2 separate regions of the Sus scrofa genome follow, and region 1 is linked to region 2. A link is a contact called in public HiChIP or PLAC-seq data. All regions are on one chromosome and are shown on one strand. Each heading gives the region's core, a stretch centred on a gene start, on an enhancer-like site or on the middle of the called end of the contact. The rest is flanking DNA. Distances are from core to core; before and after follow the strand shown.

Region 1 (5,154 bases), core at 1,818-4,317, 150 kb before region 2:
CCTGTCCTAAGCTTATGGCCATGTTTTCACAGAGGTGGAGGAGCACAGAGAGGATGTATTTCTCTTCATTTATCTTGAGCAAATGTTTGCTTTGGTCTATTTTTGCTTCCTTTCCTACTTCCTACTAAACAAGTCCCACCAGAATCAATCATGTCAATATTTAAGGGCCTCATTTAGCAGCTGCATTGTCCCTACTTCCTGTAATCCACTCAACACTAGTGCGCAGCTATTTTCTACTTTCAAAATAAGTTTTAAGCACAGTTATCCCCATCCTCACGCCCTCTTCCCACAACCGGCCTCCACGTTTTCAAATTAAACAACTTTTTTTTTTTTTTGGCTGTGCCCACGGCATGCGGAAGTTCCCGATGCAGGGACTGAACCCACGATGATGATCCTTGACCACTAGGCCTTCAGGGAACTCCTCCAACAACTTCTAATAATGTTTCATCCGCTCTAGAATTTTACTTCATTTGTGTTTCTTACTTAGTACTTCAAAGATGCTGGATGAGAGACATAAAATTAATCCATTAATCCCACCCACCTACCTGAATCAGAGCTCTGTAGGGATCAACCCTGGGCATGTGTGTTTACTTATATTTTCTATAATTTCCTTCTGTTATTTGGAGTTCTTATTAATCAGATACTGAATATTCTCGATTGACTCTGATCTTCTTACCATTTCTTTCCTATCATCCCTATTTTTCTGTCTTTTCGTTATCCTTTCCGGGATATGTCTCGATTTTATCTTTCAACCTTGTTCTCTCAATTTATCTTTTTTCATTGTGCTCTGTTCTTTTTTTTTTTTAATTTCTTGTGTTTTTTATTTTATTTTATTTTATTTATTTATTTTTTTTTTTTGTCTTTTTGCTATTTCTTTGGGCCGCTCCCGTGGCATATGGAGGTTCCCAGGCTAGGGGTCGAATTGGAGCCGTAGCCACCGGCCTACGCCAGAGCCACAGCAACGCGGGATCCGAGCCGCGTCTGCAACCTACACCACAGCTCATGGCAACGCCAGATCGTTAACCCACTGAGCAAGGGCAGGGACCGAACCCGCAACCTCCTGGTTCCTAGTCGGATTCGTTAACCACTGCGCCACACGGGAACTCCTCTTTTTTTTAAAAAATAGATGTATAAGCTACACAAAACAGAAGTGCAAAGAGCTGAATGTAATTAGGAGACTGCCATCCATTCTGACAGAATAGTCAGGATAGAAGTTTAGACAAATGAAGAGCTAATGGAGAGTAAAACGAAGGCTCCAGTTCTCCCCTCTTCACCCTCCCCCACCCTATATTCAAGCCCATTGCCCTCTGACTTGGCAGTTCCTCTCATTAAACAGACAGAATCTGTTTCCTGAATCTGAATCTTGACAAGTCTTATGACCTCCATTGGCCAATAAAATTAAGTAGACATGACAGTGCGCCAATTCTGAGCCTAGGCCTCAAAAAACTTAGTTTATTTCTGATTATGCTTTCTTTCACACCTCTGTCATCCCCATAAACCATACCCAGGCTAGCCTGCTGGAGGACAAGGGACACATAGTCCCAGCCACGCTGTCCCCGTGATTCCAGCTAAGTCTACCCTAGGCCAGCCAACCCCTAGACACAAGAGCAAGTCAGCCGTGATCAAGAGAGCCACCTAGCTGACCAACCCAGACAAAACAGCAATAAGTGGTTCCTAAGTACATCTCTGAGATTCTGTGGTTGTTTGTTATAGAGCACTGTTGTAGCAACAGAGTATCGATACAGAGAGGCAGTTATAAGCCAGATGTGGAGGATCTTGCCTGTTACACCGAGGAATTTAAAAGTTTGCTTATGAAATGAAAACTCCTGCAGGGTGTTCAAAGGAGAGAAACATGACCTAGCTTGCATTTTGGAAAAGTAACTCTTGTAATGTGTAGGTTGAGTTGAAAGGAGAATCTCTTGAAGTAGTTCAGGTAAGAGATGAAAATGCATAAATGACACAACATTAGTGGGGTAGTAAGAAGACAAATACCAAAAACATCAAAGATAATCTAGTATAAGGCAACTGATTAGTTAAGGAAAGAGAAGGAGAAAGAATGATTCTGGTATGATTCCCAGAAAAAGGATTTTTGATGCCATGAAATGAACTCAAACTAGGTTCTGGGAGGAAACAGAGTAAGTTCTGTTTTACCATATTAAATTACTATGTCTATCAAATTTGAATCCCTATGGGACATTCAGATAGATGTTTGGCAGTCAGTGTTATGTATAAGTCTAGAGGTCAGGTCTCAGTTCTAGAGATTTAATAGCAATATTAGTTTAGGAAACTATAATGAATGGGTAGTTAAGTAGAGTCAAAAAGTTGGATGAAATTGCACAGAGAGGGTATGTATTTTAAAAAAAAAAATAGGAGTTCCCTTGTGGCACAACAGGTTTAGGATCCAGCATTGTCACCGCAGTGGTTCATGTCACTGCTGTGGTGTGGGTTCAATCCCTAGCCCAGAAATTTCCACATGCCATGAGTGAGGCAAAAAAAAAAAAAAAAAAAAAAAAAGTAGAAGAGAACCAAGGACAGGCAGGACACTGGGATTAAGAGTGTTTCCTAAGGCATTTGTTGAAGATGAAGGGTCAGCAGAAAAAGAGGGGACAGGAATACAAGGGGAATTGGGCATCTCAAAAGCAGAGGAACATTCAAAAAGAGAAGATTCACGGTATCTATTTGGTATGAGTTGTATCTTTCCCATTAACAGTATATGTCAATCAAAATTTTGGAACTAGAAAGGGATTTAAACATCAAGAACTCAACACTGTAGTGACAACTACAAAGTTATTTTTCACACTAAATAAGTAATTTTATAGGCATTAAGCCTGACACTCTGACAGCAAAATGAAAAGGTAAAATATTTCTGAAATTATTTGAAAGGTTCATTCAATCACTGTGGAATCACTTTAAGTCCCATGGAATTTGAGAAAGAAAGAAGGGAATCATTCTTGACATTCATAGTAAGTTCTGTTCTGATTTCAGGTGGCATCCACTAGAGAACACTGGAACAGATGTTCAGGGTACACGAAGGTCATCTCTCTCCAGGGCAGGGCACTCTGCTTCTCTGATTATTTATAACTTGTCATTTGCATCAGCTGATTTCAAAACAAGCCAGGAAGTATTTAGGCCAAATGTTCAGGAACTTCAAGCAGCCTGCATTTTTTTTTTTTTTTTTTTGGATCTTCTGCTATAGAACTTCCATTTTAATCTTGCCCTTCTCCAGGAAAGAGACTAAACATAGATAAATTAATCTACCATGTTAGGGTTGTTGGGTTTTATTTAATATAGACTCTTGCAAAACTTATGTCATGAGCCTCCTTTGTAAAGGAGGGTGATATTAACACTCCCAGAACATAGGGAACTCCATCCCAACATTTAGGAGTCATTCAAACTGAGATTTCTTGAACGATGCTAAGTTGTAGTGTTGTCACTGCAGGCTAGTTTGTGCAGTTTTTACCAACAGGGTAAATATGAGGGGACGGTGGACTGGACAAATGAATTCGCTAAGGTTCATCTTAGGTTTCTTACCTGCAGGAAGCTTCTTGAAGAAGGAGAGGACAGCAGCTGTTCTAACCACCGGAGGGGGCCATTTCATCAATTTCAAGCCTCCCTGTAATTAAGCAAAACTTTTTGTACCAGAAGAAGCCTTCTCATCTGGTGGTGAAAAGAGCTGGCTTACCAGTTTCAAATGAGAAGAGCCAGGGTCCTTCGGTGGCTGTGGCTTGGGCTGCGAAGAGAGCCGCAAGCCCATCTTCACCCCTGTGAGGGCTGGGAGAATTCTAGCAGGAGTGCAGAGTACCCCTCACAGCTCTCCAGCCCCCTACCCCCTCACAGCTGTTCCTCTTCTATTACAGGCCTGTCCACAAGAAAATCTGGGGCTTGCTTTCCTGTGGATTCAGCTAAGCTGCCATGCTAACCTATTTTTCTTTAAAGAGAAGCTCCCCAAATTTGGGGGCAAGTGGAGAACGATTCTGTATTAAATTTACTCATATTATGTCACCAGTACATTTCCTTGGAGACACTGGTGTTTAAGAACAGGAGATTTTTTAGTAAAAAAATTTAAAAAAACCCCTGTAAGATCTGTGCCCTTTCCAATGGCCAAGAACAAAAGCCCGAATACAATGAGTTTAATAAGGACAAATGGGAATCTCTTGGGCCACATAATAGAAAGGCCCAGCAGAATGCTCCCTTCAGAAAAGGCTGGTTTCAGAATTTCATGACTTGAGAATGCTCTTGCTACCTCTCCAGCTCTTGGGACCGCCTTCCTGTGTGCTGACTTCATTCTCAGGTAGGTCAGGGAATGAGAGCAGGGAGCAGGGGCTCCTGGTCAGCTCCAGGTTTAAATGGCTGTTACATCTAGTGACCTCACTGGAAGGAGAGCTGCTCTTCTCCAAAAACTCTAGCAAAAGTCTTGGCCTGGGGAGACTCAGGTCATGGCTCCGTCCACCTGGGGGGACATGCCCACCTGTGACCAGTCCCCGTGGACCCATCCAGGCCATGACACTACCAACTGCAAAGCCTACAGGCAGTGGTGTGGATGCAAGGGGTTAAAAAGAGGGAGGGCTGGCCTTCAAACAGAAAAACAGATTTCTGGAAGAAGAGGGAAGGGACGCTATACGGAAATCCCTTTTTGTCTTACAGTTTGTAAAGCACTTACCACAGTGCTTGAAACGTAAAGAACTTAAAGAAGAGCAGCAAAAAGGAAATATAAGAGAAATAAAATGATCATGATGATAATGTGTCTGAGACCCAAGTAGATGACGAGGTAGATAAAGATAGGATCAATGCTATTTCCGTATTTAGCTCATTGTTCTTTGTACAACTTTCTTGGTCTACTGAGCTGCAAACTTGGATATAAAAGATGTCAGTGCTGTATGATTATTCATGAGAGAGAATGGAAAGGTGCAGGAAGTATATTCAGCAATGCAAGAAAATTGACATTTGGGCATGATAAATAATTTTGTGTTCCAGGAATGGATAGCTGCTGTGGGCACAGCCAAAAAAAAAAAAAAAAAAAAAGGAAAGAAATGACCAGTTGGTTTGTGATCCTGTTTTAGCCACTCCAATGCCTCATTGGGCAAATTTGCTTCTCCTTTACCTTGGAGCAGAAATCCCTGTTCTTGGCAGGCCCATAAAACGTGACTGTGGATC
Region 2 (5,059 bases), core at 190-2,689:
GAGATGTGCTGTAAGTATAAAATATGTAGCAAATTTTGAAGACTTAGTACAATTAAGAAATGTAAACTATCGCATTAATAACTTTTATGTTGGTTATATGTTGGCATGATGATAGATATATTGAGTAAAGTGAAATATAGAAATAAAATTTATTTCATCTGCTTGCTTCTTTTTACCTTTTTTTTTTTTTTCTTTTTAGGGCTGTATCTGTGGCATAAGGAAGTTCCTGGGCCAGGGGTCAAATCAGATCTGTAGCTGGGGCCTATGCCATAGCCACAGCAACATGGGGTCGGAGCAGCTATTGCAACCTATGCCACAGTTTGTGGCAACTCCAGATCTTTCACCCACGGAGCAAGGCCAGCAATTGAAACCACATACTCACTGGGTCCTTAACCTGCTGAGCCACAATAGGAACTCCATTTCTACCTTTTGAAATGTAGCTACTAGAAAGTGTTAAGTCACATGTGCACACATTATATTTCCATTGGGCTGTGCTGCTGGAGATCTTAAGTTCCACGAGATCAAGGCCACCTTGTTCATGAGTGTATTCCCAGCTATACTGGCACAACACCTGGCAGATAGGAACAAGATTAATAAATACATTTGAAAGAATAAAGCTTTCTAGACAATAGGGATTTATGTGTAGGAGTCTTCTTTATAGAAAAAGAGGAATCAAAGACAATCAGCTGGCAATAAGGGAGTCGAGCCGCTCACCTCTCCAGCACTGCATGTTCTCTGCCCACCATGGGCCTCAGAGCTCCCTTCAGCCTTGCACATTTAGTTATGAAATAGGGTCTAAACTGGATCAAATGAGCAGCATATCCATCTAAAACTGAATAGTTAGGAGTTCCCGTCGTGGCACAGTGGTTAACGAATCCGACTAGGAACCATGAGGTTGCGGGTTCGGTCCCTGCCCTTGCTCAGTGGGTTAAGGATCCGGCATTGCCGTGAGCTGTGGTGTAGGTCACAGACACGGCTTGGATTTCCACGTTGCTGTGGCTCTGGCATAGGCCAATGGCTACAGCTCCGATTCGACCCCTAGCCTGGAAACCTCCATATGCCGTGGAAGCAGCCCAAGAAATGGCAAAAAGACAAAAAAAGAAAAAAAAAATGAAACAGAAAATACTGAAGAAAAGAATCCACATGCATAGCAAGAAATGATTCAAGGGCTATTAATTTGATCTAAACCACTCTCACCAAAATGATCTCATGGCGAATATCTCATTTACTTATCTCAATCCTTGGTATCAGAAAATTCTTCTTAACTTGGATTTGTGACTTGGCAAAACATTTAACACAAATGCAGCAAAGACTGGAGCGTCTAAAACGTCTAGTAATATCCTTAAAGACAGTTTTGCTTCCATGCCGCTCCCTCTCATTCACAGGCATAGACATCACTGTGAAGTGAGTCAGCGATTCCAAGTATCTGTATTGCATTACACCAAGTTCCCCAGAGCTGGCATTAGCAGTACATTGCTGGAGGGAGGAAGAAGCCAAGCTGTCCTGTGATCCCTGAAGACTAATCCAGCAAGAGACGTGCTGGTTAGTCATGGACAAGAACACAGGGATTAGAAGCTATTCAGCCAGTTGTATCAGGTGACAACAAGAAGGCAGCTGAGTGAGAGCTAAGCAAGTGGTGAGAAGGTGATCCAACACCATGGCCCTTGACACAAACACCCATTTTATCCAAGGCACAAAGCACTCCTTAATTGGAAGTATCACTCCTCTCCCCAATGAAAACGATCACTTTAGTAAAGTTTACACACCCCCAGGAAGCTACCTCTCTTTCCATCTTTCCTTGTGTTTCAAAATCCACAGAGCTGAGACCACCAGATGGTATATCCTCAGAAGTGCCATAGTCAGCTGCAAGCTCACTCAAGAACACAGAAATAGTACTGGGTTGGAAGTGAGAACTTGGGACTCCTAGCTCTTCTATCAGGTATTAATTTCAGGATCTTTGAGATGACATGTGTTATGCTGTTGCCCATAGCTGCAATCAAAGCATCACTTGGGACCCTGCTCACAGCAAACAAATTAGCAACAACCATATGACTCAAAGCACTCACTTTCCCTATCTCCAAGGCTTCTTCCACCTTAAAGAAGTCTTGGATGGTCTCAAGACCCAACAGGACACTTTAGCTTCTATGAGACTTTACCAACCCTATGTCCATCTCATCCGACATACCCAATAGAAACATACACACTTTTAGAATAAAACTAGAGGAAGGAAAAAACCCAAATAAATTTTGCTTTATAAGGCCAGAGGTGTGTAGAAATGAGTCAATGGTACTGAGCCAGAACTCTTTGAGCAACAAAACAAATAATAATAGTACTGGATTATAACCCATAGAGTAAAATAAATGAGTCCACACCGAAACAAAGAAATAAATAAACTGAGGAGAAAAGACAATTCTCCCTTACAGAAAAATTCTAATTAATAAAAGTAAAAGAAACAAGGGAAATAGAAAGTCACTGTTAGAACACCACAGCAATAATTACCATAGGCAGAACCCACAGATAGATGCTAATATTAGTGGGTGAAGTTTGAAGGGAAACAGGATATTTGCAAGGTCTCAAAATATCTCCCCCAAGATACTTATTAATAACAAAGGGAAAAATAGTAACTTTTTAGAAGAAAAACCCAGCAGATACCATCCTAACCAAGTGTTCTTAATAAATATGACCGCTAATGGGATACTGCCTCATGAATCACACGTTAGGATGCACTGAGAAGGGTGCTGACATTACGTTTGCTGGTTTCTTTCTTTTTCTTTCTTTTTTTTTTTTTTTTTTTTGTCTTTTTAGGGCCACACCCATGGCATATGGAGGTTCCCAGGCTAGGGGTCCAACCAGAGCTGTAGCTGCCGGCCTACACCACAGCCACAGCAAGGCCGGATCCCCAACCCATTGAGCAAGGCCAGGGATCAAACCCGCGTCCTCATGGATGCTAGCTGGGTTCATTAACCACTGAGCCATGACGGGAATTCCTTCTGCTGTATTCTCACCAAAATCATGTAACCTCAATTTGTTCATGAGAAATCATCAGACAAACCAAATAGAGGGAGCCTCTGCCCAATAACAGACCAGTTCTCCTCAAAGGTGTCAGTGAGTGTCCTGAAAGACAAGCACAGCCTGAGGAACTGTTAGAGCTCAGAAAGGATCAAGGAGAGGGGACAATTAAATGAGATGTAGGGTCGTGACCTAGGTCCTGGAACAGACACAGAACGTAAGTGGAAAACTAATGAAATACAAATAGAATAGTTAACAGTATCTCACCAATGTCAGTACTTTTGTTTTGACAATTGCACTACGGTTGTGGTTGGGCAAGATGTTAATATTTGGAGAAGCTGAGTGAGGAGCACATCATAGGAACTCTCTACACTATATTTGCAACTTTAATCAAAAATCATTTCAAAGGAAAAAGTCAAAAACTAGAAATTAAAAAAGTCTGAAGGAGGGTGGAATTCTTTTTGTTTGGCCTCAGTAGCAGCATATGGAAGTTCCTGGCCAGAGACTCGAACTTCAGGGGCAACCTATGCCACATCTGTGGCAATGCCAGCTCTTTATCCCACTGAGCCACAGCGGGAACTCCAAGGATTGAATTCTAAACTCAAAAATGACAGAAGATATTAAGAATTTTTAAGACCAACATATTCAACGAAATAAAATTTCAGCACTTTGAATATGTGAACTTTAAAGATAAATGTGTAAATATCTGAGAAAAATATGTACAGCAAATACAAAATCCTAGGGCTGTTTAATGTCTTTATATAGGAGATAAATTTTATATAAATTGATATAAATTATTAAAATAGTAGAAGACAAATCATTAGACAAAATTAAAAAACTGAAACCTCACAGGATAAAATTTTTTTAAAAAGCAAAAATATGGAACTAAAATGCATCTTTATTTGTAATTAAAGAAAATCAAATTAAAATAAGATAGTATCATTTTTACCTGACAACTAGCAAAAATGTCCATAATAGTAATAATACCAAATAATGATGACCACCCAGAAAAAAACAGGTGCCCATAAATTTCAGTGTCAGTACTGCTTGTTTGACAAGGCCTTTGATGTACATATTTTTTCACTGCCTTTCTGGACATCCCAAATTCTGTCCAAGCCTGATTTAGGCCCTATCCATGGTTCAACTTTACTACTTCTGGATAATTTTTTAAAAGCTTTCAAAATATGGTCCCACAAAACCAACAAAAATGTAGCTTCCATCAAGCCATTTAATTAATTTCAAATATATCCATTTAATCTTTAAATATTTTTCCAGGGAGTTCCTGCTGTGGCACAGTGGAAATGAATCCAACTATTATCCATGAGGAAGTGAGTTCAATCCTTGGCCTTGCTCAGTGGGTCAGGGATCTGGCATTGCCATGAGCTGTGGTGTAGGTCACAGATGTGGTCAGATCCCCTGTTGCTGTGGCTATAGCGTAGGCCAGCAGCTGCAGCTCCAATTTGACCCCTAGCCTGGGAACTTCCATATACCCCAGGTGTGGCCCTAAAAAAAAAAAGAAAGAAAGAAAAAAGTATAAAAAAAATTTCCAGTGTTTACTCTTTACCAGTATTTTTCTAGATGCCAAGAGTAAAACAGAAAACAAAACGTATTAAAAAGTCCCTCATTTCATGGAGTCTATATTCCAGTGTTGCAAGAATGATAATTTTAAAATAAATGAGCAACTTGTATTAGCATTTTGAAAGGTGATAGGGTTATAGAGAAAAAAGAAAGCAGAAAGGGGGGACATAGGGACAGTCAAGGGCATCAGGGAAGATTTTGCTAAAGAAGGGATGCTTGAGTTAATGCTTGAAGGTGGTGAGTAAATAAGTGTTAGACAGGTGGGAAGAAAGCATTCCAGGCAGAAAGAGTAGCCTGTGCAGAGCCAGGAACACGGCTGGTGTGTGTGAAGAACAAGCAGACCTGCATGACTAAGAACAGAGCAAGACAGGACTCAACAACAGGAGGGCAGAGGAAGAGTGTTACAGGCAGATAAGGAATTTGCACCAGAATGAAAATAGATACATTGCTCCCTTCACTGAGAGAGTCCTTT

The links. HiChIP or PLAC-seq counts read pairs in DNA pulled down with a chosen protein or histone mark.
Region 1: a contact with region 2 is called in an H3K27ac HiChIP or PLAC-seq map of skeletal muscle. The contact joins two enhancer-like sites.

What each region holds. Positions count from the first base shown.
Region 1 is chr9:126,787,069-126,792,222 of Sscrofa11.1, reverse strand. LOC102159064 (a long non-coding RNA gene) reads right to left here. Exons shown (of 2, transcript XR_305715.3): 2 at 3,162-5,154. Among named protein-coding and RNA genes, the nearest start is that of HMCN1, 61 kb to the left of the region's middle. Within about 2 kb of position 3,067, at least 9 of the 83 cell types and tissues checked have an H3K27ac peak or open chromatin away from gene starts, as enhancers often do. A contact at or near this core is called in skeletal muscle, where this site is marked.
Region 2 is chr9:126,631,876-126,636,934 of Sscrofa11.1, reverse strand. No RefSeq gene overlaps it. Among named protein-coding and RNA genes, the nearest start is that of IVNS1ABP, 150 kb to the right of the region's middle. Within about 2 kb of position 1,439, at least 15 of the 83 cell types and tissues checked have an H3K27ac peak or open chromatin away from gene starts, as enhancers often do. A contact at or near this core is called in skeletal muscle, where this site is marked.